Linked DNA regions of Mus musculus: regions 2 and 3 are each linked to region 1. Evidence: chromatin contacts called from public HiChIP or PLAC-seq data. All regions are on one chromosome and are shown on one strand. The core of a region is the stretch at or near the end of the contact, and the rest is flanking DNA. Distances in the headings are between cores, read along the strand shown. Region 1 has its middle 14 kb from the start of Phlda1. Region 2 has its middle 27 kb from the start of Gm20758. Region 3 has its middle 8.3 kb from the start of Gm20758.

What was found. HiChIP or PLAC-seq counts read pairs in DNA pulled down with a chosen protein or histone mark.
Region 2: an H3K4me3 HiChIP or PLAC-seq map of forebrain shows a contact between it and region 1, with 10 times the contacts expected there. The contact joins two enhancer-like sites. A contact is called at or near these places in 2 of 484 Hi-C or Micro-C datasets (bone marrow-derived macrophages and visceral endoderm) and 11 of 115 datasets of contacts at active chromatin or transcription factors (embryonic basal ganglia, embryonic forebrain, embryonic hindbrain and 5 more).
Region 3: a contact with region 1 is called in an H3K4me3 HiChIP or PLAC-seq map of forebrain, with 6 times the contacts expected there. The contact joins two enhancer-like sites. A contact is called at or near these places in 2 of 484 Hi-C or Micro-C datasets (bone marrow-derived macrophages and olfactory sensory neurons) and 10 of 115 datasets of contacts at active chromatin or transcription factors (embryonic basal ganglia, embryonic forebrain, embryonic hindbrain and 7 more).

What each region holds. Positions count from the first base shown.
Region 1 is chr10:111,518,701-111,521,609 of GRCm38.p6, reverse strand. No RefSeq gene overlaps it. Among named protein-coding and RNA genes, the nearest start is that of Phlda1, 14 kb to the right of the region's middle. Within about 2 kb of position 1,444, at least 28 of the 459 cell types and tissues checked have an H3K27ac peak or open chromatin away from gene starts, as enhancers often do. A contact at or near this core is called in forebrain, where this site is marked.
Region 2 is chr10:111,899,837-111,902,745 of GRCm38.p6, reverse strand. No RefSeq gene overlaps it. Among named protein-coding and RNA genes, the nearest start is that of Gm20758, 27 kb to the right of the region's middle. Within about 2 kb of position 1,490, at least 22 of the 459 cell types and tissues checked have an H3K27ac peak or open chromatin away from gene starts, as enhancers often do. A contact at or near this core is called in forebrain, where this site is marked.
Region 3 is chr10:111,881,178-111,884,086 of GRCm38.p6, reverse strand. No RefSeq gene overlaps it. Among named protein-coding and RNA genes, the nearest start is that of Gm20758, 8.3 kb to the right of the region's middle. Within about 2 kb of position 1,381, at least 12 of the 459 cell types and tissues checked have an H3K27ac peak or open chromatin away from gene starts, as enhancers often do. A contact at or near this core is called in forebrain, where this site is marked.

The DNA of each region.
Region 1 (2,909 bases), core at 195-2,694:
TATCCTCCAAAGGATTCCCAGCAACCAGCAACCTCAAAAATAAACCAGGGCTTAGCAAGACCTCACTCAAACAGTGACTGATTTTACTTTAAAAAACACAACTCTGGCCTGGTTTCTTCATGTTACTCATGAAGATTTATTTTGCTTCTTACTTTTCAAATTATATTGTCAGTGTACACAACTAACCTCGTGTTTATTTTGGAAACTCTGCGAAATGGGGTAGGGCAGTAAGATTCCTTTATCTGAGGGGAAATAGCAAAACTAATACTTTAACGGGAAAGGTGAGTATATGGCTATTGTAGTGAAGCAAGCGAATATATCTGTAATCTCACACCCACTGTGTCTGTCATGCAGAGTTCTAAAATGAAAGCATCTTTGATTTATTTATTTATTTATTATTTGGTTAAATATGCTGCATGAGGCCGAATTTAATCAAGCACTGATAATAAGACCGAAAGTGGGGGTGATAACTTCCAATATTTGGAGCTCTCTATTCCCTGGGTTTTGTCTGACAGTTCGCTTTTTGTTTATAAGAGAATTGACAACCCCATTTTGTTGCTGCGGTTTTTAAATAAAATGTAATCTTTTGCAGAAAGTTTAACATATAGAACAAAAACATTGAGTCTGGCAAAATAGACTGAGAACACCAATGGCGGCACCCTGTCAAATGTCTTGAGCAGCCTTATAATTACTGTCACCTTCCTTTGTGGAACACTCACTGGGAGCACTGGGAGAGGCTAGGCATACTGTGGCTCTGTTGGAAATAATCACCAAGCCAGCTGGCTGCTACGAGAGAGATATCTGGTCTCTTACTAGAGGTTTAGGATCCAGGTGGCAACAGTTTAATGAATGGCAGCTTTTCCAACTCAAAATAAAGCACAGTAAATGTTTCTTAAGGGATTGGTGCCTGTAGAAATGCGCACCCATGCACATACACACACACACACACACAGAGTTCACACACACACACTCACACACAGAGTTCACACATACACACACACACACACACACACACACACACACACACACAGAGTTCCACAACCTGATGTTTATTTCCTTTTCTGGTGACTCTTTCTGGGGAGAAATGTTGAACTCGTTTTAATGGCATTACTGAGGTCAAACGAATGCATTAATATCTGAACGTGCTCCATGCTTACAATTGGATAATTGTTGCGGGGGGTGGGGGTGGGGCATCATTTCTTCATTTCCCTCCACTGCTAAACAATAATTGTCATAATCGGTTGTCAGAAACCAACCAACGCCTTTAGTTTAACGTCCTAGGAAAAGATTTCTTTCCCTCTGACAAAAGGGCAATGTCACTGGTGGTTCGGAAAGCAGGAGTAGAGGAAATGGGAGAGTTCCTTCCTCTCCTGTCTCCTTCCCAAGCCTGCTGGCAGTCCTTGCCCTTCCTCTGTGCCCGGAGGCTCCTCCCACCCACCTTGCGACTCACGCGCTTCCAACTGTATACCTTCTATGGCCCTCTTTTTTTAATTCACAGACACCCGTTGTATCTCACCCAATCCCAGGCATTAATTTCTAGCTGGTAAATTCTAAATTAAAACACGGGTTTTACGCATCAAGGTTAAATGCGTACGAAGAAGAATGCCCCCTGATTATGCCGCTGGCATAGAGCTCAGTTGGTTGAGGACGCTGAGAATCAGCTAATTTCACAAAAGCCGACCCGCAGACCTATTTTTACCGTCATTTGCTTGAGCTAGGTATTCCGTTTGAAGGCCACATTGAAATCAAAGTGTTTTCCCAGGCTCTTGGAGTGCCCGGGTCAAGAACGCTGACAATCTGCTGTCAGAGAGACAGCCTGTCAGCATTGCCCCCTGTCACACGGCCCAGTTGTCACTCCAATAAGAACAAGCAGGCAACCTGCTGCCTTGTGACAAGCACTGGGACTCAGAGACAGAGCCAAGTGCTATGAATGAAACCCCGGGAAAGGTCATTTTATGCCAGAAGAAATATGGCGTCGCCTGCAGCATGTTCATAATTTTGAATTAAAAAGTAGGTTAACTGTAAACCCAAGGACAGTTACTGAGGACCCATGTGGGTTTTTTTTTTCCTTTCAATTTTTCTCTTTCTTTTTTATTTTTTCCTTTTTTCTTTTTTCTCTCTTCTTTCCTTTTTCTTTCTTTTCTTTTCTTTTCTTTTCTTTCCTGTGTGTGTGTGTGTGTGTGTGTGTGTGTGTTTGTTGGGGTTGTGGTGATATTCAAGACATGGTTTCTCTGTGTACTCTGTGTAGTCCTGGATGTCCTGGAACTCCATTTGTAGACCAGGCTGGCCTCAAATCCATAGAAATCTGCCTTCCTCTGTCTCCCAAGTGCTGGGACTAAAGGTCTGCGCTACCACACACCCAGCTTCCACCTCCCTTGTATAATCTCTGAGTTTTGAACTCTTCTCTAGCTTGAACACTTCAGTCAAAAGATGGAGGAAATGTGTCATTTGGGGCTATTGATGTCCTAGATGGGAGGGTGTTTTTTCCCCTTTTTTCCCTCCCCCCTCCTTTTTTTTCCCTTCTTTCTTTTCTTCTCCCCTCCTTCTTTCCTTCCTTCCTTCCTTCCTCCCTCCCTCCCTTCCCTCCTTCCCTCCCTCTTTCTTTCCTTCCTTCCTTCCTCCCTCCCTCCCTTCCCTCCTTCCCTCCCTCTTTCTTTCTTTCTTTCTTTCTTTCTTTCTTTCTTTCTTTCTTTCTTTCTTTCTTTCCTTCCTTCCTTCCTCCCTCCCTCCCTCCCCTCCCTCCCTCCCTCCCTCTTTCTTTCTTTCTTTCTTTCCTCCCTCCCTCCCTCCCTCCCTCCCTCCCTCCCTCCCTTCCTCCCTTCCTTCCTTTTTTCCTTCCAATTAAAGACAGGGTCTCACTATGTAGCCCAGCTGGCCTCAAACTCACAGGGATTGTCCTGCCTCTGGCT
Region 2 (2,909 bases), core at 241-2,740, 380 kb before region 1:
GTATATAAAAATGGCAATAACATTGGAGGCTTTTCATGGTACGGTGAGATGTGTACAACTCTCTTATGACTCTTGTACACTATTACTACTCATAGTATTGTATTAGTACAAAAAAAAAGTTAACTTAAAAATAGCTAAAGAGAGTGGAAAAATTTAAGGATGACCTGGGTTTCTGATCATAACAAGCTGCTCTATTTTGAGGGTTGAGAATCCCATAATATTTTCTTGTTTAAGACACAGAGGAAATATGAAGCAGATATTATATTTATCTTCTTGATATGGTTGACACATCAGGAAGAAGATGCACAGGGTACTGCTGTGATCTGCATAGGCTGATAAGAACAAAACCATTCTCAATGATGGCTTAAATAACAAACTTGTATCCCCACCCTTCTGGAACTGCAAGGCAGAGGCACTGGAGTATTCAGTGTGTGGCAAAGGCCACTTCCTGACTCACAGGCAGCCATCTTGCTGTGTCTCCACATGACAGAGGGGCAAAGAAGTTCTTGAAGTCGTTTTTATCGCGCCTATTTAATGAGACTTAATATTGCTAAAATCTCTACCTCCAAACAACTTAAAATAAGGGTTATGTTTCAACCTAAATTTGATGGTTAAAAGAGACATTTGATACAACAAAGGTGACTACTTTCCCTTAACACTTCAGAAAGCAAATTATGTTGTATTTTTCTGCAGAAACATCTTCCTTTCTAAGACAATAAGGTCTTTCCCCCAGAACGGTGTCATTTGTGGTTAATTCGGTAAGGTTGAAGTTCGTGACGAGGCACAGGCTTGGCGACTGGACAAACGAGTGCCCTCGAGCCTTGTGCATAGGAACCTGTTACTTTACCTTTGTAAACATCAGCTTCTCCATCTGCAATGGGATAATGTCAATGCATTTATCCCAGAGGTTACTGTAAGAATGTCACACCCAAGACACTAAGTATGTTTCATTGTAGAATCCAGAGGATCAGTACTGCACAGCCCCTAATGAAATTATATAAGGAAAATACTTCAAGTCCCTTTGGGAATTGAGCGCTCCATAACGAGGTTCCAGATCTCTACAATAGGAATTGATTGAACAATCAGAAGAATGTCTTATGAGAGGCAAAATTCTGATTGAGCACTGAATAGCCTTTTAAGCAAGGTTTTTTGCATATCCTGGGATAATGAGACTACTACAATGAGTCCCCGTGCCATTGCGCTCTCACTGCTGAAAGACTGCCAATCCACAAAACCGTTTCTTTAAATAGAAGCAGCTATGCTGGTATACCGAGGAAAGGAACACGACATATTCCGGAAGAAACAGAGAGGGGTGCTTGTAGCAGAGCTCTCCTACCTTGCCCACCTGAAGAACTCTGCACCCTTGCCACCTCTCAGCATTGAGAAGGGGCCGCCTCAAGGTCAGCGGGAACATTTACAGCATCCCTCTCTTCCCCTGCCTCCTGCCTTTTCACTCCATCAACCACTGCAGGATCAAGTCAGGCAGAGCACATGAAAAATTCAAGACCGCAGCTCAACCCAATCACACCACAAGGTGACTTTTGCCGCCAGCTACAGTAGGAGTACTTCTGGGGAAACAGGAAATGTTAAAGCAAGCAGTCTGATAAAATATATCTTATAATTTTTTTTTTGACCGTAGGTGGAGGGTTTTAGATAGTGAAGCACCCTGGCAATAACCCCAGGTTTAATAACGGTGGAGAACATCTGATTTCTGTGAGCCCCTGAGCTCTGCTGCAGTTCACAGGATTCTGCTGACAGCTCAGCGAGCTATGTGGGCACGCCTTTTCATTTCCACAAGCAAGTTGTGCTCAGAAGTCCATGAGATGCTTCAAAATGCCAGCCCCCTCCCCCCGCTGCCACTCTCTTAAGGCTCAGCAGCAGCTCTGTGTGTCCTCCTGCATTTTTATAATGGCTCCTGGGCCTAAGGAAGCCTTTAGGATTTGAGACAATCCATTACCAGCTTCCTTATTTGCTTGCAGACTGAAGCATAAGAAAATGTCACAAAAGACAGCTGAAGATGGCACGGGGGACATTTATTAAGCTCTAAAAGTTAAAGGTACCAGAGTGCACTGTCTCTCGATTTTAGTAGTAGGTCTTTGAAGCAGGGGAAGCCAGGAAGCACTAGAAACTAAGTACTGACCATACCATATCCACTTAACACTGACCACCCAATCACTTCTAAAGGCGGGGACACAGTGACTGAGACAGTCAGTCCATGGGCAGTAGAGTCTCTGCTTCCTATAGAGTGTGTGTGTGTGTGTGTGTGTGTGTGTGTGTGTTGAAAAGTTCCCCTCTTAGCCTATCTATGAGACAGGACGCCAATTCAAGATTTGGGACTCGAGGCTCTTGATAAGGTCCCTGTCCCCCTCACAAGGGGAGGAAAGGAAAATATCAAACTTCCGTTGGGTTCCTTACCTTCATTGTCCTTTTCGCTTACCTCCACGAGCACCAGAGTAGGTCTAACTGGAGAGGGGCCGGGATCCCCGGCAATGAAACCCTCACCAATGTGCCCTGATAATGTTCATTTAATTGGAATTTTATCATTGGTTTCATGAGGTAATCACTTTTCTATACAAGGAACCCTGAAGCCATTGTAGAAAAACAAAATAACGAAGAAAAAAATATGTGGGTCTTGGGGTAGAGAGAGGACAGGGTCTTGCCACAGTATGAAGGAAGACCTGAAGTCAATGTCTAGAGCCTGTATTTGAAAACAAACAAACAAACAAAGCCCAAAAAACAAAAGGCAAAGCCGAGTACAGGAGGAGCAGGGGAGGTAGTGCACAGCTTGAATCCCAGCACCTATGAGGCAGAAACAGGAGGATCTCTGTGAGTGCAAGACCAGCCTGGCCTACAAAACAAATACCCCTCCCCCCAAATAAACAGCAACAGCAAGAAAACAAGCATAGTGG
Region 3 (2,909 bases), core at 132-2,631, 360 kb before region 1:
TGCATAGGTAATGACCTACATTTTATAGAGTTATAAGTGGTTATAACTAATTAACCCTACATTGAATTAACCCTTCTGGTTTCACAAGAATGTGACTGCGCTCAAAAAAAAAAAAAAAATCCAGAATGATCCAGCTCTTGCCAGTGTCCTTTTTCTGTGCATGTAGTTTGTCATTCTTTTCTCCTAAGATTATTTTTCTCTGCTCCAAGTCAACACATGAAATATGGAGACCACAGCTTCTGACCTGTGGAATGGTAAGCTATGTGTGCTCAAAAGGGAAATCTGAAGAATGAGAAACCTACTCCTGGTTTGACCATGGGTTAATTGGACTTCAAAGTCAATTTGCTTAAAAGAACTACAAACATAACTATTATCTGTGTCTACTTGAATAATCTTATTACAACCATAGTAGTTGTCTTGACATCGTGAAGCCTGCTGTGATTAGTTTCAGTCGCCTTTTGGGAGACTGGGTAGGGAAAGGAGGTGAGCGAGCGGGGAACCACAAGACATTTGGTCTTGGTGGATTGGTTGATGAACGGAAGGTTAAGGCTTGAGCTTTTTCTTGGGCAGTGAAGAAAACATTTGAATTGCCAACATCACACCGTTGTGTTTGTGTCCCTCCACCATGAAGACTAGAGAGCGAGAGCTCATCCTCTCAGGTCCCCTGATGCCACCGAGGGCTCTGGTGGTCAAGTTGGAATATGAGCGGGCAAAGTTGGCCAATGTTTCCTCTGCTACCCTTCTTTCTGCCGGGAAGCTGGAAGGATGATGTCAGAAAAGAGGGAAAATGCTTAGCCAAGAATTCCTATTGCACACAAGTGATTCCCTTCGCTGATATGAGCCACTCTGTGATATTATTCTGGAATTATCGCCTGGACACAACCCATCAGATGTAACTAATTTAACTATAGGGTCTGGCAAACACAAGGCTAACCCCCAGGTGCCTAGGGACAGGCAAGTTTTACTGCAAACCGTAGGGTCCTGGTGAGGATTGATATTCTATATCAACTTGACAGGCCCACGGGATGGCCAAATGCTCAGTTAAACACTATTGTAGGATCTACAAGGACATTTCTGGGAGGGATGATGAGTCTATAGACTGGTTATAACCACTTCCCTGTTTAGTGAGGGTGCTCCTCATCCAACTGACCTCGAACCAGAATCAAACTGAAAGGCAAAAGAAGAGGCTATTCCTCATGCCCGCACTGAGGGCTAAGAGCTGGCATTTTCCTCTGGGACTAAAAAATGGCAGCTGGTGTCTCAGTCTAACCCAGCTTTTACAATAGAACTCACTAGATTGACTTTCCCATTCTCAGCAGACTTTTGGACTCAAACTGGAGTTATATCATCGGGTTTCCTGGATGCACAGCTTACTCAATGCGCAGCTTGGAAATGCTCCCTCTCTCGAACCACATGGTGCAAACCTTTCTCCCACATATGCGTGCATACTTACATAATCACATATTCACACATATATGCATAAATAATCTCCATTTTCTTTGGAGGATACTGACTGAGAGAATCTGAGAAAAATGTTACCTAAAAGGATCTTGATCGTGGATTAAGCTAAACATCCTGTGATGGGAAGATTCTTCGAGGGACACCACATATAATCATAAGAGGCTTCATAGAAGTGGGGTGGGGGAAGATCAGAGCCACAGACAGAGAACCGAGAATGCAGAATTCAGAGGGAAGAACAGAGGTTCCGTTCCTTCCTCTGAATGTAGAAGAGCAGACCAAGAATCAGTGTCAATCAACTAAGACATAAAAGTGGACTCTTCCCTTAACACTGCCGAGAACGGGACCCGTATTAGACTCTGACCCCCCTAATTACAAAATTAAATTGTTACCCCTCAAAGTGTATATGGTAATTTGCTACAGCGAACGTAGGAAACTAACACAGCTGTCTTGTTGCTAGGATCCCCAAGGACTCACACAACCTCTAATCATCCCTAAATCCACTTGAGACACCGCAGGGGAATCAGGAGGCTGTGCCTTTCCCATAGATTGAAGCTTCCCCTTCAGATCCAACGAGACGCACAGTATAGACATAAAGGCAAATCTGGATTCTTTTATCCAAGAGTGATTTTTTTTTCTTCAAACCCAGCTACCCCTACAGGCTTTGTGACTAAGCTGCATTCACCAAATGGAAATTTCATTTGCGTGACATTTAATATGGAGCTCTCTGAATGCATGATTAATTCTTGCAGATGTGAGATTAACTCATTATCAGATTTACAGAAGGTGGCGCTGCCATGAGAGAGCCCGTCTCTTTTCCGCAGCCTCTGCCAGGTTACTTCGCTACCCAAATCGTTCCGCCCCGAGGAACAACAACTCCTGGCATCATCGAAGGCGAGCTGGGGTCTCATGAGCGATTGGTTCAGAAGATTGCATCTTTATTATTGACAGTTCCCCCGAGGGATTTTGGGTCTCAAGTTCTGCTCCGAGACTTGAATTCATTAAAGGTTTTCCATCTTGAGCCAGTTTTAATTAAACTGTGCTCCCTTGCTCTTAAGTGTCCCGTGGCTCATTTGCCGCAGCAGGTTGCACGTAGTAGAATCCAGCTGTTGAGTGATTCTGACATCCCACACACTCCTGCTGTCATTTCAGGAGACCTACACGTGGCTCTAGAAGGTTAGCCGTTTCTTTAGCTAAATGTTCACAAAAGTATGGCTTCTTTACCACGGAAAGGATCAGAAAATGAAATCTAAAACTAGTATCTCAGTTTGCATTTTTTTTTCAGGAAGTAAAACTGGTATTTAAAAACATCCATGAGCAGACACTGTGCTGGTGGCACTGGTGTTAATATCATTGGATGACTTTAATGTTGTAAATACGGGTTAATTTTAGCTTTCTTCACTAGGAAGTCCATCTGCCTCGTGATTAAGCTGTTGGCATGATATGATATA